Regions from separate parts of the Mus musculus genome. Here regions 1 and 3 are each linked to region 2. The links are chromatin contacts, called in public HiChIP or PLAC-seq maps. All regions are on one chromosome and are shown on one strand. The core of a region is the stretch at or near the end of the contact, and the rest is flanking DNA. Distances in the headings are between cores, read along the strand shown. Region 1 has its middle 16 kb from the start of Gm41303. Region 2 has its middle 23 kb from the start of Gm35019. Region 3 overlaps Ncald (neurocalcin delta).

The links. HiChIP or PLAC-seq counts read pairs in DNA pulled down with a chosen protein or histone mark.
Region 1: a contact with region 2 is called in an H3K27ac HiChIP or PLAC-seq map of T-cell acute lymphoblastic leukemia, with 4 times the contacts expected there. The contact joins two enhancer-like sites. A contact is called at or near these places in 1 of 115 datasets of contacts at active chromatin or transcription factors (T-cell acute lymphoblastic leukemia) and 1 of 9 other capture datasets (adipose tissue).
Region 3: a contact with region 2 is called in an H3K27ac HiChIP or PLAC-seq map of T-cell acute lymphoblastic leukemia, with 5 times the contacts expected there. The contact joins two enhancer-like sites. A contact is called at or near these places in 7 of 39 promoter capture datasets (the C10 cell line, cranial neural crest, frontonasal cranial neural crest and 4 more), 1 of 115 datasets of contacts at active chromatin or transcription factors (T-cell acute lymphoblastic leukemia) and 1 of 9 other capture datasets (embryonic stem cells).

What each region holds. Positions count from the first base shown.
Region 1 is chr15:37,212,164-37,216,278 of GRCm38.p6, forward strand. No RefSeq gene overlaps it. Among named protein-coding and RNA genes, the nearest start is that of Gm41303, 16 kb to the left of the region's middle. Within about 2 kb of position 1,673, at least 4 of the 459 cell types and tissues checked have an H3K27ac peak or open chromatin away from gene starts, as enhancers often do. A contact at or near this core is called in T-cell acute lymphoblastic leukemia, where this site is marked.
Region 2 is chr15:37,883,423-37,887,263 of GRCm38.p6, forward strand. No RefSeq gene overlaps it. Among named protein-coding and RNA genes, the nearest start is that of Gm35019, 23 kb to the right of the region's middle. Within about 2 kb of position 1,904, at least 18 of the 459 cell types and tissues checked have an H3K27ac peak or open chromatin away from gene starts, as enhancers often do. A contact at or near this core is called in T-cell acute lymphoblastic leukemia, where this site is marked.
Region 3 is chr15:37,369,065-37,373,198 of GRCm38.p6, forward strand. It overlaps Ncald (neurocalcin delta), which reads right to left. Exons shown (of 4, transcript NM_001170868.1): 3 at 3,052-3,157. Among named protein-coding and RNA genes, the nearest start is that of 4930447A16Rik, 54 kb to the right of the region's middle. Within about 2 kb of position 1,292, at least 8 of the 459 cell types and tissues checked have an H3K27ac peak or open chromatin away from gene starts, as enhancers often do. A contact at or near this core is called in T-cell acute lymphoblastic leukemia, where this site is marked.

The DNA.
Region 1 (4,115 bases), core at 423-2,922, 670 kb before region 2:
TACAGTCGCTCAGACACACAGGACCATAAACAGCCCAAACAGGCCATTGAGTGCGATGGAAAGGCAGTACTGAGAGTGATCAAAAGACATGATGATTACGCTCTCTCAGTCACATGTTTACCATAAGCCTGGCCACGTCACTTGGTTGATCCAGCCTGCTACCTGCTCGTTTCAAGAAAGTGAAATATTAAATATTGCTCTTAACCGGTTAGGAGCTGAGATCTTTCCAAGATGCTCTCAGCTGGAAAGAGCAACAAGGAAACAGCCTAGCCTACAAAGTCTTAACAGGTGCACCTGGTAACCTGAGTTCAGTTACCTGCACTCACACAGGGAGGCTCCCAACCACCTGTAACCCAGCTCCAGAGGATCTGACACTCTCTTCTGGCCTCTCTGGGTACCAGCACACATGCGCACACATGTGCACACACACAGACACATACAGATACACACACAGACATACACACACAGACAAATACAGACACACACAGAGACACATACAGATATACACACAGACAAATACAGACACACACAGAGACACATACAGATACACACACAGACATACTCACACACACACACAGACACATACAGATATACACACAGACACATACATACACAAACAGATACACATAGAGACACACACAGACACATACAGAGACACACACACCTATGTTTTAAAAAATATGTCCTATTCTTTTTTCTTTAGATGTATTTTATTTATTTTTATGTATATGAGTACACTGTAGCTGTACAGATGGTTGTGAGCCTTTATTGTGGTTGTGGGGAATTGTATTTAGGACCTCTGCTCCCTCCGGTCAACCCCACTCCCTCAGTCTCTGTTTGCTCTGGCCCAAAGATTTAATTATTATTCATAAGTACACTGTAGCTGTCTTCAGACACACCAGAAGAGGGCGTCAGATCTCATTACAGGTGGCTGTGAGCCACCATGTGGTTGCTGGGATCTGAACTCAGGACCTTCGGAAGAGAAGTCGGTGCTCTTAACCGCTGAGCCATCTCTCCAGCCCACTATGTCCTATTCTTGAACAAGTAAAATAATTGACTTCCATTTTATCGTCCATATCAGTGAGAAACTGTATAGGCTTGTTGTATCAGCACTCTAGAAGCTGAAGCAGGGGGATGGTGAGTTTGAGAGACTTTCTCTGTCTATCTCCTTCTGTCTGTCTCTCCGTCTGTCTCTGTCTCTCTCTTTGATTCTCTTTCTGCGTGTGTTTGAGACAGGGTTTCTCTGTGCAGTCCTGACTGTTCTGGAACTTTCTCTGTAGACCAGGTTGACCTGGAACTCCTAGGGCTCTACCTTCCCCTGCCTTCCAAGTGTGGGAGTAAAGGTTTGTCCCATCCATGTGCCCAGCCTAGAGAGTCTCTCTTAAGAACAGCAATGGTGTCTTGTTTTAAGATACCTGGAGGTTGAGATTACCACTCCAAGAGGATTGTATCTGCTTTTTCTTGTTACTTAAGAACAGCTTGGGGCTATAAGCAGATGTGGCAAGAATGAATTTACAGGATGTGTCTGTAACTAGTGATTGTTTTTGTGAGTAACAGTGACTTCTTTAGTAGTTAGCACTCTGAACAGGAAAAAGCAGAACCACAGAAGAGCAAGGCGGACATTGTGTTAAGAGAATCCTAGAACATCCTGCACGTCTCTCAGGATTGCGAACTCACTGGTTGTTTTGCAGCAGGAAGCTAGGAGGTGTGGCTCCACTCTGAGGAGTACCACAGTGTATGAGCTTCATCACACAAGAACAAAACCAAAATCCAAACCGGGGCTTTCGAGGGGGCTCCTTGCTTGGTGGTGGTGGTACATCAACTGAATCCCAACACTCAGGAGGCAGAGTTAGTGGATCATTGTGAGTTTGAGGCCAGCCTGGTCTACAGGGTGAGTTCCAGGACAGCTAGGGCTACACAGGAAAACCCTGTCTCAAAAAAAAAAAAAAAATCCCCAAAAGAACAAAAGATAAGAGCTCCTTGGATGAGGGAGTGGCTCCATGTCTAGATTTTTACCTGAGTAGTAGTTTTCCCCAACTTCCAGCATGAGGGAGGTCACACCTGCTCTTCTGTCCATATGTGTTTTGTTTAGCCAATGAAAGGTGAGCCCGAATACAAGCTTCCCACCATCGAGCTACACGGACAGCCCAACAGATACTCTTTATTGAGTACTTCCTAGATCAGGTGGTGTCTGAAGCACTTATGTGACATCGTCATTCTCCTTCTTGCCCCTTTCCTTCAAATTCCTATTAACTTCTTCCAGTGCTACATAGAAACTCTAATTAATATATAATATTATATTATTTTATATATTTCATGTTATTTCTATATATTAATAACCTATATATTATATTTTATATATTTACATATTATATATTTTATAAAATCAAATTAATTCGAGACCACCAAACAATAGATCTTCTAAAACAGATTATAGATCTCCAGAGTGCCTACATTCTAAATGTCTGAAGTCTATAACCTCTTCCAAAGGGCTTTTTGCTAAATGCTTTTACCTATACCCATCGAATGCTGATCTCTGGGGCAGAGCCTGGATGCCTTCTTTTTCTTCCCCTCCCCCTCCCTCACCCCCTCCCCCTCTTCCTCTCCCCCATCCCCCTCCTCCTTCTTCTCTAAATTTACCACCTGACAAAAACAGTGCAGTGAAGGCTGAAATCCACTAGCTTGGTTCATATGCTGGTACAACATGGTCAAGCCAGCACCTGACAGGAGCCAACCCTACACTAGTGACTGTGGACTGGAAGAGTTTCTCATCTCACTGGCAGTTAGAATAGCAGATGGTGGTGTGCCCTCCCTGTGGATAAGAAGCAGCTAGCTCTGAGCATTCAGTTTAAGAAGATACTGGAAGTCAAGGAAGCCAGAGCCTTGAGAGGAGCTTGAGTTGTATCTGTCCAATTAGGACAGTCATTTCAGACCTTGCGATGCCCTGGATGATTTCTGCTGTCTTCCCTCTCATCTAAGTCAGGATGGTTGGCTGTAAAACCATCAAGTGTGCACACTCCATCAAGAGAGGGGACCAGCCCCCTGCCCTCTGGCAAGCATGGTGGCATCCCAGAGAAGGAATGGATGTGGGGGAGAGAGACTTGTCTCCCACTCTGGTCCTGGAACCCCTCACACATTAAGTAAACAAACAGCCATTCGAGTCTCTTTGGAGCTCTGGAGGAAAGATGAGAGTCAGCGTTGTGGTGGCTTTAGAACAGAGAATCACAGAGAACTGCATTTTGTCTGTTGCCTTTACTTAAAACTGCATTTGAATAAGTCAGTTTGAGCGATCAAAAACAATGTGGATCGTGGGGAAGGGAGATGTTTGTTTGCTGTACAAACATGGGGTTAGAGCATCTTCGTGGTCTGAGGCACAGGACTAAAAGACAGAAAGATATGTGAGCTAAGGAATCCCACAGCCTGTGAGTCACGGAATCTGCCCCAAGAAGCCGCAATGAGCAGTGACTGAAAGCTTCAACGTCAGACCGTGAGGACAATCAGAAACACAGCTGGGACGGTTCCTGTATTTGTAAATAAAGAACAACTGAGTTGACTGTCCCTGGGAGCTCTATGGAACCCTGGGCGGTGGTGCCCTTGGCGGCGTGCGTGACCTTGCCTTTACGTATGCTTTATGTACTGACACGAAGGGAGATCTCCTTTGCATGCAGCAAGACCTAGGTGCAGAGCCCCCCACCCTCGTTCTATTAACCTTTTGGTCCTTGGAGAAGGAGACGTCTGCTAATGACAAAGGGAGTAAGCAGCAAGGGGCGGTGGTCTTTCCACCCCAAGACCCCTTTGTGCCCAGCATGGGCTGGAGTCAGGGAGGAGGCAGGCTCGCTTCAGGCCGACGGCCCCTGCAGGGGGCAGTTCAGAGAGGTAGAGAACTGAGAGCGATCTAAGCAGAGACAGTGGCCCAGGCTTCTTAACCTTACTCTGGGTTTGCTTAGCGCCTGACAAAGACGTGCATTGTGAAGAATGGGGCTGAATCTTTCTTCTATGCTTTTAAGCAAAGCGGCGCTGCTTTCTCTAGTCTTAGAGGGAGAGGAGAGAACTAAAAAATCTTCTTTTCCATGCACAAGGCTCTTTACAAACACCTTCACTTAAAACCCAGCCAT
Region 2 (3,841 bases), core at 654-3,153:
CTCAATCGTTCTGCCATGCCCACTGCTGGAACCTGCCGCTTTGCTGTTCCGGAGTCATACACGTGGTCACCCTGCTACTGGACTCCAGGATTATTTGGCGGGAATCGGGCCCCTCCCCCTCCTTCATAACTGAGTGTCGGAAATAAAAAATTGAGCTTTGATCAGAATGACTGTCTTAGCTACATCTTCCTCTCGTGCCACCTAGCCCCTCTTCTCTTCCAGGTTTCCAAGATGCCTTTCCAGACTAGAACCCAGACGTGTGATCCGCTGGCCGGACACAACATACCTCTACCCCCTCCCCCTATCATGTGGAGCCACGGCATAGGGAGAACTGAGGAGGTATACGTGTGGTTCGATCATGAAGCAATCCACAGGCTGAGAGAGGATGGTAATCTTTACAAATACTCCCAGAGTGCCTCTATGTCCTAGATTTCTGATTTCAAACAATATGATCAGTATCATTAACCAACTGACTAGAGATTTAGTGCTTTATTTAAAAGAGTTTAGAAAAAAAAATCTGGGTATTACAATCCTAATTGTTTTTCAATTAAATTCAATAGGCACCATAGAGTCACACACAAAGCAGTAAGTGTCTTCATAATCAAACTGTTTGCATTCTCACTGAGAAGTGTCTGGAATCTGTGGTCTCATTAACTGGAAGCATTCTTTGTCCTCATTTAGGCAGATAAGGCATCTGCTCCCTAATAACGATGCCACAGGGAAACTGCCTCCAAAATCATTTTGTATTTCCTTCTTGGATAAATTTGCCAAACTTTGTAACTTTGTAGGGTTCTCTCAAGAGAAAAGATAAATTTACATCCATCCAAAAATGTTGCTTCTAAATCAAATTGCTCCCAAAGTGTTTCATTTGCATACTCAGATGATGAAGCACAAAGTATAGTTCTGTTGTTTTTTGGTTTTTGGTTGTTGGTCTTTGGTTTTTGGTTTTTGGTTTTTGAGGGACTGGTGGTCAGAAATGTGTAGTGGCAGGGACTTAATCATAGTGATCCGGAGTTTACTAGCCCAACAAAATAGAAAATATGGGTTGGTGTCCTTCCTAACTTTTATGTTAACCTGACACAAACTAGTTATCTGGGAGGAGGAAGTCAACTGAGAAAATGCCTCCATCAGACCAGGATGTAGGCAAGCCAACAGGGCATTTTCTTAATTAGTGACTCATGGGGAGAGCTCAGCCCATGGAGGGTAGGGCCATCCCAGCACTGGTGTTCCTGAGTCTATAAGAAAGCAGGCTGAGCAAGCCAGGGGAAGCAAGCCAGTAAGCAGCATCAGCTCCTGCCTTCAAATTCCCGCCCTGTTTGAGTTCCTGTTCTGACTTCCATTAGTGATGAACAGTGATGTGCAGGAATAAGCTAAATAAGCCCTTTCTTTCCCTTTTTCTTTAGGTCATGGTGTTTCATCACAGCAATAGAAATCTCAGCTAAGACAACTAGTAAATGACATCACATGACTAATTAGAACTCATAGGTACATTTCCTGAAAGAGGAATGAGTTTTTCCTGGTTATTTTGACTCAGTTGCTATAAGACTGAAGTATTATAGTTTGAATATGAAATGTCCCCAGTAACAACGTTCAGAGGTGGGGCCATTAAGAAGTGATTGGACCATGGGGTTCTAACTTAGCCAGTGGGATAATGAGGCTCAAGTTAAGTATGTGCCTTCAAACAGACACCTGCTACTTGCTATGTGACTCTGGACAACTTTTTCAACATCCCTGAACCTCAGGGATGGATCTTCATTTATACTCAGTAGAATACTAATGCCTGACTTACAAGGCTGCTGTAAGACTTTGTAGAGCAGAGTTCATAGTTCCACAGACTGTTGAAGAAAAGCCTTCCTTAACAGCTGGAGGAAGTGGTCACTGGGGATGTACCGTTGAAGGCTGAGGTTTGATCTTGGCTGCCAATGAGGCTTTGTTCCACCACAAACTCCTTCTCACGCTGCTCTGCCTTAACATAAGCCCACAGCAGCCAGCCATGCAACCATTGACCAAACCTTTCCAAAGCCATGAGCAGAGTTCAATCTTCCCTCCTTTAAGTTGACTTTGCCTGGGAATTTTGTCACATTGATGGACAAGTGATTAACGCAACGGTCCACAAGTGTCAGGGCACACTATAGGCTTCATTCCATCCAAACGCCAGGTCATATCAGTTCTCTGTTTGGCCATTTTGCTTAGAGTTTAATCTGAACTACATTTCTTTACTTAAAAAGACAAAAATAAATGGATATGCTTCCTTTATTAACTCTTCCTTCTTGCCCCCACACCCAGGGGAGGCTATTGTAGATGGACATGTTATGAAAAAAATAACAGCCCTCAGACTCTTTAGAGATCTGCTGCACATGGCATTTAAGATGTTCAAGTTTTCCATAATAGACAGGCCCCTTCCTAATGGGAATCCCATGGTCTCTAAGGAAGACATATTGGGCGCAATGACTCTACCTGGATTATGGTAACACTAACCATTGGCTCACACTTCACCTGCCACCAGGACTCTGCCCAAACTGTGGATATTTTTGGGTTGATTGCCCTACTCTACCTGGTCAATGTCAAGTCAATTTCTCCAAGTTCCTCTATAGGAAAAATCTCTCTATAGGAAAAAGACCTGGGTCTGACAGCCATAGGCCAATGCTGTTCTGTAGTCACCTGAAGATTAAATGCTGTCCTGTATGACAGCTGAAGACCTACAACCACTGCCCCCAGAAAAACTGTGGAAATCACCAGAGCCTACGGTAACCTAGGTAATGGGTCTCAGTTGTTTTAATTGATTCATAGGCCAGTTAGATTATACTTCCAGCTATAGTTTATCTTTCTCAGATCTCTGATGGTTTGAGATCTGTAGCTTTAACAGCAGCAAGCATACTAGCCACTTCCCCAAGGCACGAACTGCCTGCTCAGTTTCCTTCATACATAATAACCAGGTCTTCTTTACCCTGAGACTCAGCTGAGAAAGACAGTTTACCTTGCGACCAGACTCCAAATAGAGATAAATTCACAAAACACATTTTAAAGTAAGTTTTTAAAAAATACTACACACACACACATACACACACACACACACACACACACACACACACACACACGATACACTGTAGCTGTCTTCAGACACACTAGAAGAGGGTCCATTACAGATGTTTGTGGGCCACCATATGGTTGCTGGGAATTGAACTCAGGATCTCTGGAAAAACAGTCAGTGCTCTTAACTGCTGAGTTATCTGGACAGCCCCTCAAAGTAGCTTTTTAATGTTCCTTTAAATTAATTTGCTTTATAATGACTGTTGTCAGTAATGTCCGAACTGTGTCTCATGGCAAATAATTAGATTTTTAAAAACTTAAAAGTTTATATAAGTTCTGGGGGTCTTAAAATATTCTAAGGTATATAAATACAAGTTGTAAAGGTCTAATGAAGTGTTTTAAGCTATATTTTTTAAAAAATGTTCCAGATTTTCCCCCTCTCTGTGCTACTGCTATATTAAGAATTCATAAGTTCAAAGTTTTAACATTAATCAACAGAGTTCTAATGCACTATTAATCTAGTTCTGGTAAACTACTGTTAATGTTATAATCACAACTTCAATATTTTAATTATCCATTGGTTGTTTTTAAATATAAACTTGAAAACTGCTTCTCATTGTGCTAAAATAAATCTCTGTCTAACCTATACATTCAGCATTCTGGAAAGTGTGTTAATGCCTTTAACCCAAAATCATTTTGGGGTGTGCAAAGCTTTACTATATGTAGCCTCTCCCAGCCTTGAGCAGGGTGGTTCAGATCTATTTTGCCACTGTGAATGAGACCACCTGGGGTGGAATCTTCCCTTCTATTG
Region 3 (4,134 bases), core at 42-2,541, 510 kb before region 2:
TGCACAGGGCCGTTCAACACCACTTCCAAGACAAGATCCCAGGCTTGGGGAGGGTACTGGCTCACCCTGGCCTAAATCTCTGCCCTAGTAGCCTTTCTGCCTCTACCCACCCTGGGAAAAGAGCAGCCCCAGCTCATCTGAGTGTGCCAGGCTCTTGAGCCACTCCACACTGGTGTACTCAGGTTCACAGATAACCTGCTCCTTAGGTGGGCAGAGCAAAACTGTAGGCTCTTTTTTTTTTTTAAACCACTTTTTGAAGATAGTAGCATCTTCATCCAAAGCCAGGAGAATAAAGGAGTGTGAGCTAGACAGAGGGTGACCCACTGGTCCCTCAACCCAGGTGGCTTGAGAAAGAAGTCAGGGATTTGTTCTCTCACTGCACCACCTCCCTCCTTCCTTCCCTCCCTCCCTTTCCTTCCTTCCTTCTTTTTTATTTATTTTTTGACACGGAGCCTCACTATGTAGTCAAAGCTTCCTCATGACTCCAGATCTATTACTTTGCCCCCCCCCCCATCCTTCTGCCTAACTGTTTTCCAGTAAAGGTCCTCTGTCACTGTCATTGTGGAGATATGGGTGATGGTGGCTTTCCCCATTCCTGTACTTCCACAGTGACTCGTTAAAGTGATCCATACAATGATAAATTGGACTAGAACAGCTGGGTCCCTTTACCTAGCTCTGTCCTCTTTCCTTTCCTGGAGACTTAGCCCTGTTTGTTCTTCCAAGGACAGGCACCCGGCTGTCAGGCTCCGTGAGGCCTGTGCACTTCAGTACCACCTTAGCTGCTCTTCCAAGCTACCTCCACTGGCACTTCAGGATGAGAATGGGGGTTTGGGGGCCAAAGCTCCACTTAAACACATCAAAGTTGCAGGCACAGGCACTGGAAACCACAAGCCATGGAGCACTTAGAGCTCAACATGTACTCTCTGCCTCTTACACAGACTCCATAGTGACTTGCCTTATGTAGGGACAGACTTTTCATGGCAGAGACTAGCAGTGAAACACAAAGACTGTTGACTAACAAGACTGATGGGAGCAGGCTTTACACGAAGCCAGGTCTGCTTCTGGTGGGAAGGGACTGGGGCCTCAGAGTTGAGGCCCTGAAGCCAAGCCCTGAGCCAAAGCAGAGAGTCTCCTGGGTGTTCAACAGTCTGTCCCCCTCCTTCCCTGGCTGCTTCCATCCCCATAGCTTCCTTTATTTAAACAAATCTTGCTTTAGCAAAGCCCAGGACAGTGGTAGTCAGCTGTCCATTGGGAATGGGAACCCAGCCAGGGCCCTTCCATCTGTAGAAACATCTCCAGTGGAAAAGCCCTGGCACTGCCTGTGAGCCACACATCTGAAGGTGTCTTGTCTCTCATCCTTCAGTACTCCTCTAAGGAGGAGATTGGGTCTTAAAGCCATTATGTTCCCTAGACTATCAAAACCTGAGCTTCAACATCAGCAAGTCCATTAACTGTTAAAACAATCCCATGTTTGTTTAAACTTTGCAAAACAAACTGCTGAGAATCAAGGCTCCAGAGGGGAAACAGGATGTCAGAGGATGCCATGCAAGTTCATAGAGGAAACACAGCCAACAGATTGGCTTGCACCACACAAACCGAGATTCTCAGGGACCTGGCACCCCACGTGTGCATGCAGAAAGAGGCTTGCTCTATGCAGAGTCTTCTATAATGCATATCACAAGGGAGTGGTCCATTTTTACACCGCTGACTAGACTTGCTAAATATCAAGAGTGAAGATCTGGGGCTGGAGACATGACTCCATGGGTAAAAGTATGTGCTGCCTAAACCAGACCACCTGAATTTGATCCCTAGAATCTATATAAAGGAGAAGGGGGAAAATGGACTCCATTAAGTTGTCTTCTGACCTCCATGTATGCACCAGGTCATGTAATAATACATGTAACATTATGCACAGTAATAATAAAGAAAATAAAATTTACGTTTTAAAAGTGAGTTGGCAGGAGAAATGGCTTAGTGGTCAAGAGCACTTACTCATCGGGCAGAAGGCCAGTGTTTGATTCTCAGCACTCACATTGGGTAGATCATAACCACCTGGAGCCAGTTCAGGGAACTGTGACCTCTGTTGTGCATATATGTGGTTCGAATAAATTCACACAGGTATGCAAGGACATGCCCATAAATAGTAAATACGTGTTTGTTTAAAGAGCTGTGAAGCCTTGGACAGCATGGGTCAGCCTTGACTGAGCACTGAAGACTTGGGTACCATTTCTGGATAACATTTCAAGATTCGGCAAGAAAAATAAGGATGCTAAATTAACTTTGAATTTCAACTGAATAACAAGCAACTCCTTAGCATAAATATGTCCCAAATATTGCATGCAGACATAGATATGCCAAAAAGAAGCCATTATTTCTCAATTGCTTGGGCCTCCTGTATCCTACTTGGCAGCCTGACATGCAGAACTCCTATTTATTTACTTATTTCATAGATAAGGGTTCCTTATGTAGCCCAGGCTGCCCTCAAGCTTGTGGTTGTCCTGAGTCACCATACCAGACTTGTCTATTTTGTTTGAAGTACAACTTTCCTTTCCACTTGGCTTGCACATCTGCTAGTTACATTTTGCTTTGGGACAGCACCCTCTACTCAATAGTAACCTGCTGACCACTCACTCCAACCCTCTACTTGCTTCCCACTACTTGGGGGTTTCACTTGGACTCAGCATCTTGGAGCATGCTCATACGACCTCTCAAGCAGGTTGGGATGAAAGCTGTTGGGGTTGGTAAGAAGCATTGAGCCTTTTGACATACTCCAACTACACACTGGATCCAGCCTTCTGGGGAAGGCCTATCCTGACTCAATGGCTTCTTGGGTCCTTTTATTTCTGCTTCAGAGGAGCCATGCTATTCTGAGGAAGGAGTAGAGATAACATGGGAGGATAGAAGGGCCTAGAAAATAAGGCTTTCCCCTGAGACTGGGACCAGCTCCAGAGTCCACATGCTTCTGTTCCTTTGTGCCCAGGTGGCTCTCACAGATCACACCCATGGCTGACATCCAGCAGCCTGGCCCACACAAAGCCCTCAGCCTCTTACCATCTCTATTGGTATCCATCTGGCGGAAGATCTTTTCTGTCCTTTTCTCTGGGGTTGATTCATCTTCAGGCATTTTCATGACAGAGGAAACCATTTTGTAGATCGCCTAGGGACAGAAGCAAAGGGCAGTGATATGGAAACACAGTTCATCTCAACCGTAGCTCTTTCAAATGCTAGAGTAGAGGGAAGGTAGCTGTGCTCTGCTGGAGCTGGGCCTGTCTCAGGGCTTTTTGTATAGGACAGGATGTGGCAGTGGTAGCGGTTATTTTGTTACATCATACTATGCACCTTATGTTTCAACTCTTGTCTAAGGTATTGGACCTATTTAGAACATTTAAAAAGTACAAAGTTTAATTCTAGTTTTTATAAGCTGCTATTACAAACTATTTAGGATAATTATGTGATGCAAGTTAATAGTTAATCAGTCAAACTTATGGTCTTGTTAGATGTTAGTCTACTACAAAAATATGTTTCTAAAGTTGAACAGGTAGTAAATAGCTAGAAACAAGCAACATTTGCCTATTCAGATATACCATAGATAGATGGTCTTCAAAAACCTCAGAGACCTACAGAATTTGGCTTCTAAAGACGTTTTTATTAATTTAAGGCTTTTGGGGGAACAATGAGATATGTCAGTTCCTGGCAGCACCCCCATTTGACGTCAAAGAAGATGATGAGTATCAAAGAATCTCTTTATGGACTTCGCTTCAAATATGACAAACTGCCACTAGACAAAAATCTCCCATTGCTTCAACTGAAGACAAAATGCTGTCCAAACTGTACAAATGAAACCCAGGAAAGTCAACTGCTGAGCTTTGAAAAGACAAGGTAGTCAGTCTTTCATAATTCCTGCTTCACAAAAAGGATTGTCAGATATTCTGGGCCAGAAGGCTGAAAATACTCTAACATTATAGAGAAACTTGGGGGGAACTGTCCAGGCAGCCAACTCTCTCTGTCATTTCTATAGTTTTGGAAGCTGCTTGCCTATACTTCTTGCATATTTAGGTAATATTTATTCCTTCTCAAGTCTCTAAAGGGGTTGAAGACTAGATAGTTAAAGTCTGAAATATAAGTTTGAGTTGT